2 separate regions of the Xenopus tropicalis genome follow, and region 1 is linked to region 2. A link is a contact called in public Hi-C data. All regions are on one chromosome and are shown on one strand. Each heading gives the region's core, a stretch centred on a gene start, on an enhancer-like site or on the middle of the called end of the contact. The rest is flanking DNA. Distances are from core to core; before and after follow the strand shown.

The links. A called contact is a pair of places that touch in the nucleus more often than the background predicts.
Region 1: a Hi-C map of neurula embryo shows a contact between it and region 2, with 2.2 times the contacts expected there. The contact joins the promoter of fam222a here to the enhancer-like site in region 2. A contact is called at or near these places in 2 of 5 Hi-C or Micro-C datasets (brain and neurula embryo).

The regions. Positions count from the first base shown.
Region 1 is chr1:147,068,512-147,075,297 of UCB_Xtro_10.0, forward strand. fam222a (family with sequence similarity 222 member A) reads left to right here and starts at 2,772. Exons shown (of 3, transcript NM_001079118.1): 1 at 2,772-3,799.
Region 2 is chr1:146,858,577-146,865,243 of UCB_Xtro_10.0, forward strand. No RefSeq gene overlaps it. Among named protein-coding and RNA genes, the nearest start is that of mmab, 23 kb to the left of the region's middle. Within about 2 kb of position 4,160, at least 1 of the 11 cell types and tissues checked has an H3K27ac peak or open chromatin away from gene starts, as enhancers often do. A contact at or near this core is called in neurula embryo, where this site is marked.

The DNA of each region.
Region 1 (6,786 bases), core at 1,522-4,021, 210 kb after region 2:
ATTTGGGGGTGAAAGGCCCCGTTAATTTGCACTCATTTGTAAGTCAAGTATTTCTGTCTTGTGCTTATTTATTTGCTCATTTGCCATGATCTGTTATTACTTTGCTCAAGTCAAACCTAAAGTCCCAAGGAGAGATTTAGTTGCTGTGATTTTTAAAAAGTGAGTTCCAGCGACAAGTGGCTCGTTTTGTCTCTACATAGAGAGAAGAATATAAATTGCCAGTACCTAAACCAACGATACTACTTCAAATCGCTTATCGTTCCGAACCACTATGAGGCCCTTTTTCGAGCAATTTTACAAAGAAAGCTTTGTCATTTAAAATTATTGGAATTGCTGAAATAAACCCCACTGAGTGGGAAGTCACTTCGATTTCCCCATTGCACTGAACTTACTTTCTAATTGTGGGCGGGGAATATGACACCTGGATTTGTGGGAAATAGTTTCTCCATTGTTGAAATCTCTAGTAATCGCTTGTTAGGAAAAGACGAGCGACTGGAACTCGCTTTTTAAAAATCGCAGCAACTAATCTCTGTGGGACATTAGTCTAAGGATGTAAAGGACACAACCTTCTAAAGGTCCCCATACACAGGCCGATAGTAGCTGCCGATATCGGTCCCTTGGACTGATTCGGCAGCTAATCGGCCCGTGTATGGGCACTCCCGACGGGAGATCTCGATTAGGCAGGTTATAAAATCTAGTTGGATCAGGGACCGCATCGGCTCGTTGATGTGGTCCCCGGACCGACTTTTCCTATACCTGCCGTTATAATTCGATTATTTGGCCCCAGGGCCAAACAATCAAATTACCCTGGATTTTCCTGATATCGCCCACCCGTAGGTGTGATCTTATGGTGTATGGGGACCTTGAGGCTGGTGAAAAGTTGCAAAACCCTGAAATGTTCTATGTAACAAAGGACACAAAATCCCAACTGCTTGTGTGGGACATGACCAATACTCAAATTCAAAATATGTCTGTAAAACTGTTGACCCCCCCATGGGAAGCTGTAACAAAATTTTGTAATGATGCACTCATTGCTGTAACTTCAAATTACACCAACGATGGTCTGTTCCAAATAAGAGAGATGAATCCTTTATTACTTGCAATGCTAACAAGGGAGGAACTATAATAGAAAATGAATACCATCACTTTGGACTTACTAAAACATTTGCAATTTCCAAGAATCACTTTGCCCCTGGGTCCATGCCGGCCTTTATGTGATACACCTACCACATGATCTGTGATTGGCCAATTATAGTGGGACATACTCTACAGGTAGTGTGAGTGGCCCTGATTAGTGATGAGCAAATTTTTTCCACCAGGCGTGGATTCGCAGCGAATTTCCACATTTTACCATTGGCGAATTGTTTCGCGAACCTTCCTTCAAAATTGGGTGCGGGCGGGGTCAAAAAAGATGCACTACAAATGCGTTTCATGGATTTTTCACCGTTTTGCGAATTTTCTTTTCATTTCGCAAATTTTATGGCAAAGCAAAACGGGACAGACTCGCTCATCACTAGCCCTGATACAAAATCTACATATGCCCAGATAAATGCCCCTTGTAAACACCAGAAGACTGTGTATGGCACCAAGTTAAACGAACAGATTAGTTTAAAAAATAAAACCTGATAAAATGGCTGGAGTCAGTGGATGTCTAATGTAATAGCCAGAACATAACTTGCTTCTTGCATCTCTAACCTGTTTGCCAGTTAGCGACTTGAAAGGGGACCACATATGACATAACTAGTTTGCTTTTAATCATGAACTCGCAGGTCAGGATGAGGAATATTTAGCTTTGCCTTTAAATGAATTAAAGGTCAGTGTGCCAAGTATGAAAATAAAACCAAAAACTCAGAGATCAAAATAGAATAAAAGGAAAATGGATTATTAATCCTCACTGCTTGCTGGCACCAACCATGCCCCCGTGCCCCAAACAGACAGAAGTCAGAATGTGACCAAGGCAGCGGCAGTACCAGGATTTTAGGGATTGTAAGCTCTACGGGCAGGGACCTCCATTCTCTTGTGTCATTGACTCTTAACTTATTGCAACTATATCTTGTATTTATTGTTATACTATTATTATCTTAATAACACTGTTTGTATTAATGTATTCTACAGTACAGCGCTGCGTACATAAGTAGCGCTTTATAAATAAAGATATACATACATATACATACAGTACATAATGAGAGACTTCTAAAGAAATGATTTGCTTTCATTTTTTTTAAAAGTTTTAGCATTTGGTGCTTGCAGCTTTCCAGCGCTAACTCCTATAAAGGTCAGTGATGGGAAGGGAATAAAAGGAAGAATAAAAGCATAAGAGTGTAGGCTTGTGTAATGTGGTTCCGGCCATTCCTGTAAAACGTTCAATGTTTATATCTTATTCCTACCCGACTTGGGCATGAATAATCTCATTTACTAAATGTCGCTGTCAGGTTGTAGTATTGATCGTGTTTTAAGGATTTCTTTTTTTAAAAAAAGGCAAAACTAAAAGGAAACAATGGTAAGGTACGGCAGCGGCTGTCCTTTAAGAGGATTTTAATTTTTCCGCGAAAACATCGCACGGCCCTTCCTTCCTCCCTGGGGCTCCACTGAGACTCGGTTCGCTTATCCCCCCAGGTAAACGCCTTTTTCGCTTTCCATTGGCCGGTCCTCTCCGGCAGCGCCTCTCCCATTGGCTGTTAGGCGTGTCGCGGGCGTGGCTTAGAGAACAGAGGCAGAAGCATCACTTGTCTGTTTGTCAGTTCCCGACGTGCAGAGCAGCTGTGAGGACCCGCTGGCCCGGGCTGCAGCGTTTGCGAGGCGATCTCAGAAGCAGATCCCACATCTCTGCACTGTCGGATCGTTCCCCTTCTTTCCTGGTACCCTCTGCTTGTATTTAAACGCTGTCCCGGAAAGGATTCTTCCTGTGTGGTAAATTGCACCAGCAGAAGACAGAGAGCTGCTGCCCGTACCGGGGATTGAAGCTTGTGCGGAGCTGCGCTGAGGGGATCTGATATATGAGCATTCGGTGCGGCTCGGATGGTGCATCTCCTCCTCCTGCTGCTGCAGCGCTGAGACAAGTCGCACATCGGGGACACTGGGAAGCTTTACCTCCTTCTGCTTCAGCCCCACACGCTAAATATTTATTCTCTGCGGAGAAATACACTGGATCTTCTGCCTCCTTCAATTTATCTGAAGGCTTTGTGTCGCTCTTTACCTACAATAACCTGCCCTGTGGAGTTTACAGGATTCATCGCCAGTTTGCCCCTTTTTTTCTATTTATTATTTAAATGAATGTTTTCGTGCCCCCCTCCCTTCTGTCTGCTGTCATATTGATATGAAAACACTGCCAGAGGCTCTCAAATAAATGGAATTTCCCCTGACAAAAGGCACAGACGAGGTACACGGCCGATTTCTGTCGGGTTGAGATCTTGAAGAGTTCCTGTGGCTTTTTTTTATTATCAAAGGATTTTGTGCTGCTAATGTGATCGATTTGGCAACTCCATCCTGTTAAAGCTTTAGAACAGTTCCTTTTAATTTATGGCTCATCATTAATCTGGATTGGTGCAAGCCTTCTGTCTAGTACAAAAGTTGACACTTTTATGAATGGGGTATTTTTAAAGGCTGTAGTCACTGAAAGGCTGAAACTCCCATACTGATTCCTGTCAGATGATACATTGGATTTCCCTGGCAGATAAAGGGATTTAATGGAATACTTCTGAAGATCTTATGGCTTGGATTAAGTTTTAGGGTTGTGCAAAAGACTTGATCGTTGCCATTGGACCCCAGGAGCCTGCCTAGGAGAAACTGAAGATTTATGGTAAATATTCTGAGGGGGGTGGGCTTCTTTTGACAAAAAAAGGGGCAAATTATTTCAACATTTTCTGAAGGTTAAATAGCAGATGGTGCATCTTCCCATTGGTTTTTACTCACTTCATTTATTATGAATACTCATGCTTTTTGTTGCCATTATTCCCCCCTTCCTCGTATATAATAAATACTAAGTTACCCCTTTAGTTAACATTACCACTATTTGATGCCTTCTGTCTTGTTAGTGCTTTTAGACAGTTACTATGAAATACATGACTATGTTGATGGTGTTTCACATCTAGGTCCCAATTCACAGTGTGACTATTTATACCTGGCATTCTTCCCTCCTAGGTGGCAGAAGCTGGTTCAGAAGAGCTTGCTCTCTAGGGACTGGTATAAGCAGAGAAATATAAAATCTCAGTATAACCTGTAGCTCTTCCATTCCTGCTATCGAGGGCTTTGGGAGTTATAGTTAAATAACAACTGGAGGGGGCATGTTTAAATAAATGTAGATGTGATATAATAAGGTCTGTCAGCCATTTCTAAGGTAGACTCACTGACACAGGACATCTTCCAAGCAAGTACAGTATGACTAGTGATGTATTTCATGTTCCTAACTATTGCTTAAACATTAGGAAGTACTTGTACTTTCATTTTAATTGGTGTAATAGTGTCCTTTCTGCCGATTGAGTTAGCATCAGCAGCTAACAGTAATGTTTAAATGTAGATGTGCCCAGCAATGCCCATAACCTGCAGAAAATGGATTCATTGACTCATCCCTACTAGTTATTTGCGTAGATGAGTTAAACCACTGGGCTGTCTAGAATAATATAACAGTAATGCTGATGTATCCCATGTACAGACAATTCCTGGCAGTGAAAGTGCTAATATACAGAAAGCTACGTTATATGGTGTATGCTCAAAACTGGAAGCTATATTCTGTTTTAGCTATTGTGTTTGTGTATAGATCATTTTGAACAAGTGATGGGCAATGTGCTGATGAACTCTTAACAGCCCTTGGTTGTCGTGAAGTGATGGGAGTTGTAGTTCACAAAATTCTAAGTGCCACAGGTTGGCTTTTTTTTTTTAATCAGAGTTCTAGTTGTAATCAGCCTTCTTGCCACTCCAGCAAAATCCCACTCAACATTCCTGCTCTCTTCCAAGCCATTTGCTCTCAGCTGCTCTCCCTGGAAATGGGTTTGTGTTCTATTCCTCTGTGACCTCATCATATGCTGAGAAAAGTAATAAATGCAATAAATAACCATGACATACATTCTAATAATATGGGGGGGGGGGGGGGTCATAATCTGTGTATAAAATATATATATGTGTGTCTATTTATACACCGTTCTTTATTGTAATGTAAAAAGGCTGTATTCCATGTGCTGCTTCTACAATCCATCACACCCTTTGAGGTACTTGAGTAAAATTGGCTGTGAATAGCTTCTTTGAAGTGAATTTCAAATGATCTGCCCTTTCCTTCTAGCCCAGTGATAAATCCCTGGCTCAGTTTTACAACAGGAAACTTGGCAATTTATTTTTTATTGCACTGACTGCTAATGACAATTGGTTGAGCTACAAGAGAGCCGAGTAGCCGTGATGGAAGCATATTTTACAGAAAGAGAGTTGCTGGAACAACATGCCATCTGTAATATGTCAGATCAGGGGGGTAATGTGAGGAAAGGAAACATTAATTAAAAAGGTGGTAGGAGCATGAAGTAAGTACTCCCTGGCACAGGCGGAATAGCCTAGTGCTTGGAAGGCAGGGCGATAATGAATTAGGCCTAAGATTTCTGTAGCAGGCGTGAAAAGGAATTTTTTTCTGTTGCTTTGAGATGTGAAGCTTTTTTTTTGCCCTGTGGGTTGAGAAACAGACACCTAATAGAGACATCTGCCTACTACTTTTTACTGTAGCTAAAATAGAAATGTGTCCCATCTAGTAGGAGGATGGTGATGATGGTGGCGGGGATCAGTTCGTTGTGAGTTTACACTGTTTATTTAGCTGGAGTTTTTATGGAAACACACTGTTTGGGATTCTTGACGAACAAGTCCCACAGATGGGCCCTTCCTTTTGTCTGTTCTTGTTGTGCTTGTGAAGGTAGACACAATAAAACTCTGTTCTGCCTTTCAACCTGAGTGCAGATAACAAGGCAGAGAGGAAATGAAAGGGATTTAGTGACATATGGCTTATTAACCCTATAAAGGTTTGGAGGAACTTGCTGTTGGCTGCTGGCATAATCAATCTGTATACAAGACAACATTGCAATTTATGTGTAATATATTATATATATATATATATATATATATATATATGTATCTCCACAAAACAGCAGGACATCATTACAAAGAAAAGAAAGTTTTACTACAGTGTAGCCAAAGTTTCTTTTATGCAATGTAGCGTTCTTTGTATACTAGAGTTTTTGGCACTGAGATGTGGCTCATGTGGTGTGCGTGTTTGTTTTATTTTTGTGTATGCTTTTTTGACAAATTTTGGTTGACTGTTATTAACTAACTTAAGCAATTAATCTTGTTTTTAGGGAGGCAACACCAGGATTTGACTGCATGTTTAAAACTTTCATTTAGAGCTCTGTGCTTCTAGCTTTATCACTGTAGTTAAGCCAGAAGCTGTAACTACATTGTTGGACACAGGGTAACATAAAGCCCACGGTTTCTACTTGTTTGACCAGGTGCCCAAATGGACTGATTTGACAACTCAAACTAGGGTGATCCATTTGTTTGTCCCTTGGGATAACTATTGGATCAAGATAGGTGACCTATGCAGACTTGTTGTCTCCTCACAGCATCTACAGACTTGTGCAATCTTGCTTGGATGGGATTTTCTAGTCTGCTCTATCATTATCTGAACAAAGATAAGCACTGGAGCTTATTGGGGCTTATACAAGTCAGCAGTCACAGTCTTCCCATTGGGCACATTTGTTCTTTTATTTCTTGATCTGTATTGCAATGCTTTGCATGTATCATGAGGCCTGTGAATTA
Region 2 (6,667 bases), core at 2,910-5,409:
TCCTTTTGCAGCCATGTACAAGGTCGTTCATCAAAGTGTCCTAGCTACAAGACAAAAAAGAAATATATTTTTCACATCTAGTTCCATACAAAGTACACACAGGCAGTTATATTTTTATTTTGCTAATCTGAAACAGCAAACAAGGCCATATTCATGAATACAATTATTAGTACATATATAGAGATTACGGAAAAAAGTTACAAGCTCTTTTCATATCTTTTATTATTTGGATAGTACAATAGTGATGTAAGGGTTGACGTGATACCTGTGGGGTTGAAATTTGGGAACTTTTGTGGGTTTAGGTTGGGTGCAGGTCAGACTGGGTAGGTACAATCCTTGGGAGTGGGAAGTACGGAGTGGGTGTGGGACTAAAAAGGCATCATTTTGCAGGTTAAGACATGTGGCTCTTTTTTTATATCTTTAGTTATTTGGGCACCAGTGCAGTAGTGATGTGAGGGATGACACGAAACCTGTGGGACCCCTGTGAATGGAAATTTGGGCAACAATTGTGAGTTCAAGCTTATGCCATATGTAGCAAATTCTGGGGCTGTGGATAAATGCAGGCCGGGAACTTGAAACAGCTCTCTTCTGTGTCTGCACCACTGCGTAGGCCCGGGTGCAGGCACACAGAGTGCATTTTGAGGCCAAAGTCTGCTCCATGTGCCTGCAGAGTGGCTCCAAGTGCACACAGAAGAGCGCTGTTCTAAGCAAAGGGGCTAATTCTGAACTTATCCGCAGGCTGAGAATCTGCCACTTGTGGCATAAGCCTTAGGCTTGTCTTGGGTGCAGGTTGAGTTTTTACTGATCTGTACACATCACTACAGTGCACCATTACAGCTGACTATATATATTTTTACAACAAAAGTAATATTTTACAACAAAACAAAATAATTAATATTGTTAATAAATATTTAAGCTGTATATAGTCTAAGGTACCTGAATGTACTAACCTGTAATGCACCAACAAATCAATCCCTCTGTGAGTGCTACCTTACTTCGTACACACAACCCACTGCCTAATTTTAGAACATATGGATTATCAGCAGCACTCTGCTTTGTATTAAACATGGCAGTGCCCATGGCTGCGATATCACTGTGATGCTCAGGACCTGCGTTCAATGCTTGAATATAGGATTTTCTTGCAAACTGGGTGTGCTCTAAATTGCCAATTCTGACTGCTTTCCTGGTTCCTGATCCTTTGGCTAGTTTCTGACCCTGCTGTTTTGCTGCCTGAACCGACCTGTGCCTGGAACACCCTTCTGTTTCCATGTTTTGAACTATTTATTTACCTGATCTCAAGCTTCCTCCTTGATCCTGACTACAACATCAATAAGAGCCGAGCAGGGTTTTACACAAACAACCTATTTCCTGTATGTACAGTACAAGCTATTGATGTACAGACTGTGTCTGTAATGCTGTACTAAGGAGCCCAGAAAGGAAGCAGCTAGCAGGTGGACTGTGTCATGGGAGAAACTAGAACTGGAAATTGGACATACCAGGAACTACACCTACAAAGATCCTTCCCCAGGGGGATCCTGTTTGTGGCTCCTGGGAGGGCCAAGCTATAGAAGGTCATTTTGTCTGGCAGGCATAATGGTCATAATGACCCACCCACATGATGGCGTTCATGCTTTTAGGTCCTTCACTAATTAAGACTTCATATATGTTTTATTAATGTGCATCCATATCTATCAGTTTGATAGAATATCATGCTAAGAGCAGCTTCCTATTCTAGAGACAGCAAGTGATGGGTAAAAAAAAAGCTCCCCCTTCAGTGTTTTACTTTATCCATAGAAAGGCAAATACAGTGATAAATATCTGAAGTTCTGTTAATATCTAATAGAATTATGGTAATCATTCTTTTTTCTCATCACCCTTCATAAAATGCCTATGGAAAAAAAATCCATACTTAAAAAACCCTGTTATATTGATTGATATTTCATAAAAAAAGAGGAAAAAAATTGGCAATATTCCCTGTTTCTCAGGATGATTAATAAGAACAGCTAATTTCTGATCTTAAAAAATTGCTCCTAATTACAAATTAGGTCTTAACCAGCCCTGCAAGGATCTGCTGAGGATGATTTGGCAGAGACCACTTTCATTCTGCAAGTATCATCTAATTTTAGTTAAATATAATGCAATCAATGGCAGATGTCTGATATGAAATATGAAGGTGCTGATATGCACTTCTTGTAGAAAGGAAATGCGTTTTTAATCTCATTAGTGCCTGGAAGGATCATTAAACACCTCCAAAGGTGTGTGCCAGGCATGCCGACCTCTAGGTTCCTGAACAGGTTTTCATTTTTAGCTACAGATGTGAAGGAAGCATAAACATCACTCTTCCGCCCTGACGTGATCCTTGGAATGGCTCAATAACTCATAATACTATGATGTAATTATCTTCTTTTACAAGAGATATGTTATCAAACACCATAAGTAAGATAAGTGATTCACCGTCACCCGAGGTTGGCAAACGAGAGGATCTTTCTCCAATATACCCACTATGAAGTGGTTGACATTGGATTAATCTGATTTTCAGCCAGGTATCGGTTAGGCAGGCTCATCTGAGGGCCCCATACATGGGCTGATAAGCTACAGACTCAGACTGTCAGAACTTTAACTTACATTTGCTTGGTGCATCCTGTGAACCCTGGTCTTATGCCATGGTACATCCAGCCCTTTGCAGTTTGCTCCTGCTGCTGCTGCTAATATTGCTAAGCTGCCAGAGCAGCATGACAATAAAAACAAACACTGCATCAGGAATATGAATGGAGAGCTGGTTAGAAATAAGTCATAAAGCAGGTGGTAGTTACAGTGAATTTTGCACAGTAAAAGAGGCAATTAGGGCTACACCCTAAACTGTACCTATGTTGGGCACATGTTAGTTAACAGCATATAGGGAGCAAAGGGGCTTAACAGTATTCTGTCTTTGTGAACTATATACCTTATTCCCAGGAGTTCCTTATGTCAAGGGGCACTTTTTCTCCTTGCTGCAGTCTGACATACAGTGTAACAGTTTAAAAAACAATACGGCTTATAGGAAAGTATATGCCCATCAGGCTTGGACTGGCAATCTGTGGATTCTGGCAAATGCCAAAGGGGCTGCTGTAAGATGTCATAGACCAGTGATTCCCAACCAGTGGCTCCTGACCAACATGTTGCTCACCAACCCCTTGGATGTTGCTCTTAGTGGCCTTAAAGCAGGTGCTTATTTTTGAATTTCTGGCTTGGAGTAAGTTTTGATTGCATAAAAAGACAGATGCACTGCCAAACAGAGCCCCCTGTAGGCTGCCAGTCCACATAGGGGCTACCAAACAGGCAATTATAGCCCATATTTGACACGCTCACTTTTTTCTATGCATGTGTTGTTCCCCAACTCTTTTTACATTTAAATGTGGGTCACAGGTAAAAAATGTTGGGGACCTCTGCCTTAGATAGTCACTTCTTACAGTATTGGGTGCGTGGGGGCTGTTTGGGCCTCTGTGTACTTGAAATGCCAGGCCCTATATTGAATCCCAGTCCTGGTCTGGTACCCATCAAACTTACTAGATCACAGAAACCTATTGTATAAGTATCATAATGTTTAATCAACTGCCCCCCCCCCCCCCCCATCCAATTCATCATGGCTAATGTAGCACATTTTAAACTACACAATTCTAATCCGGACTGTAAAAAAATGCTAACTAATCATTTAGAATTCTATTAATTTAGTATTTTTAAAATAGCAGCTGGGACTGTGTGGCTTACGCCTATTAAAAATGTATTTACGGTCATCATCATTTTACATCCTTCTTGGCCTATCCCTTCCTGGCCTAGGAAGATATGTTCAGGCCATTACAAAACTGACACATAGTTTCATGCACTATAACCTGTACCAATCATATATTCTTGGCTTTATAATGAAATTGAGCTGGCAGTAGTGGACTTAATACTAAATACAGCTTAAAGATTTGCATGTGATGTGAACACAGGATGCTAATTGGTGTTTAGTAATCTGGGGCATGCAGGAGACAATTTATTTTTCCTCTCTCACTCAACTGAATAGATAATTACTACTTTGCCTATCATTTAGGCCTGATTGCCCCACTACTAATGAAAGCCGATAGGCTTCCTTTCAGAGCTATAGTGAACTTCCCACCCATTTGAGAACAGCTGTGGGAAGGCCAACCCAGACAGACTGACCCCAGACATTGGTTGCAGACATCTGTCCCAGAAGCTGTGACATTATTAGTACTCCTTATTATACTATTAACAATAAACACTTTACTACTACCAAAGACAGCTAAAGGGCCCCCATGGCTCGACTGTTTGTGAAATAGGTTTCTGTGTTTGGTTGTATGGTCTATGAATGCTTGATTGATAGCAAACCTATTACTTAAAATGAATTAGAAGTCTCTGAATGAAGTGTGCATATGTGATGAGTGCAAGGCTGCTGACAAATGCATTGAGCTTTTGTTTTGGGTCAGAAAGTGATGAATTCCGAACTTGGCTGGTAAACCTGCACTACTAAAGGCCTGAAAAGAGACCTATCAGAGACTCGACCTGGGGAGGTTGGTATTTTTAAATCCTAAGGCCTCACAATGCTGGCAAATTTCCATCTTGTACGGTAATTTTAAGCAACATTACAAATTCCACTGACAGTAATCAGTGACAGAACTAAAGCATGGGAGTTGACTTTCAGAAATATTTATGACACTTCGATAGTCATTAACTTAATCTGTTACACCCTACAAAGAAGGAGGCACCCCAACGCTGTGCACCTGCTACAACACCGATGCTTTGCTGTCCTTCATTTTTCCTGTCTGCCTTTCTTCAAAACTTTAACAAAGAGCTAATTAAACCAGGGTGAACGCATGTCTAGAATGACCTACATCTAGCTCTATTTAATGAAATGCACCTTAGCAGGCTAGGCAGGCATATGTTATTTATAAGAGTCTGGCACGGCCTAAAAACAAGATAATTATCAAAAGAGTTGTGCAAAGAGAGCAAAAAAGGGTTAATAAGTACAAGAGGAGCTGCAATAGCTCTACCTGTGACTGTCTCTCTGCTGGGCCAGCCAGGCGCTATCTATCATGGACATGACAGCTGAGATTCATTTCAAGACCAAGAAAATGCCAGCTAATCCTTTCTGCAAGACATTGATAGACTAGCAACTTGGGAAGGATTGTACAGCAGTAATGAAATTAGGCCTGAAACTGCTAGTGGATTGCAGATAATTACCCTTGTCTTTCACCAAAAATAACAATCTTCCAAAGCCACATAAACCCTTGTAGTCACTCAAAACTTCACAAACACCATAGCTGAGCGTTCTTTTTGTGAACAGGGTCCCCCAGAAATTCAAGCCTGTGTCTCTAACCCTGACGTATGTCATCCCGGACTTCCACTGCTGATTAAACCCACTGGGAAGTTATTCAAACTGGATATAAAAGGGCCACCGTTTCCATTTCAGGGCTTGTGCTCCATTCTCTTTGTGTCTCAATTTTCACACAAAAAAATTCCCAAAGGAACTATCATACCTATGTTTTCCTTTGGAGAATAGCATATAAGGCAACAAAAACCATCACATCAGATATATGCTGTTTAATGTTTAGGTATAAAGGAAATCTTTTAATTTCAACATGATGCCAAATACTACTAGATTTCGGACAGAACTGTATAACTGAGTAACAAAAAAATTATAAAATTAACAACTGTGATTTTGATACACTACTCTGGGAAAACACAAATACAGTTTACTAGGAATGGATAAAATACTGCTTCAGGTGGCAATACATGAGAGGGGGTAAAAGCTACCAATTCAGTCTTTCCAGACAGCTTTTTGCCTGTGTGTGGTGTAAGCCATCAGGCCTGCTTGGGCAGATTTCAACTTGGCAGTTTTGATAGTGCCATCAGATCGAGGACCACATCTGTGCATTGGTGTGGTCATTGTGCCAATGGCCTGAATAGGTCCAATTATGATCCCCAGGGCCAAATAATTGGAACAGTCCAATATTGCCCAACTTATTGGCATATCAGTGAAATATCTGCTCATTTGGTGATCTTGTCAAATAGATCTTTTTTCAACCCAGTTTCACATCAAAGAAGCAACTTTCTTTCAGTCATACATTAGATTTCCTTTTAAAATATCATATATGAGACATTTATTTTTTTAACTGAACTATGTTGAACTATGAGAACTGAACTAGTTCTCTGAACTATGCATTGTTTGTTGGTTGAATGTAGTTTGTTCTAGATGTATTCATTTCTTGTTATTTTGATAAATATATTCCCAGTCAATGATATAAAGCCTTTAGTTTAGGGGACTGTATATCTTGACACTCATACCTGTTTCCCATAGACAATATTTTCACTCACCAAAATATAGCCTATAGAGGAATTTGAATGTCCAGACCATATGGGTACTTTACTAAGACCTGGGGAAGAAGTACGAATAGGGACATGAGTGACTTGCTGGGCACTGCAGCTCCCACTGACTCCAGCCCTTTCCTGACCACCTGAAATAGGGTAAGTACAGTATGTTTTTGCACACTGCCTTCTGGGTGGTAAATAAGCTATCCCAAATGACATATAAAATCTATTCCACTGGGGCTTGTCTGGGGAACAATCTTAGAGATCTATTTTACTTGTGGGGAGGGGGTGCCTAATATTTTGTCACCCCCCCCCCCCC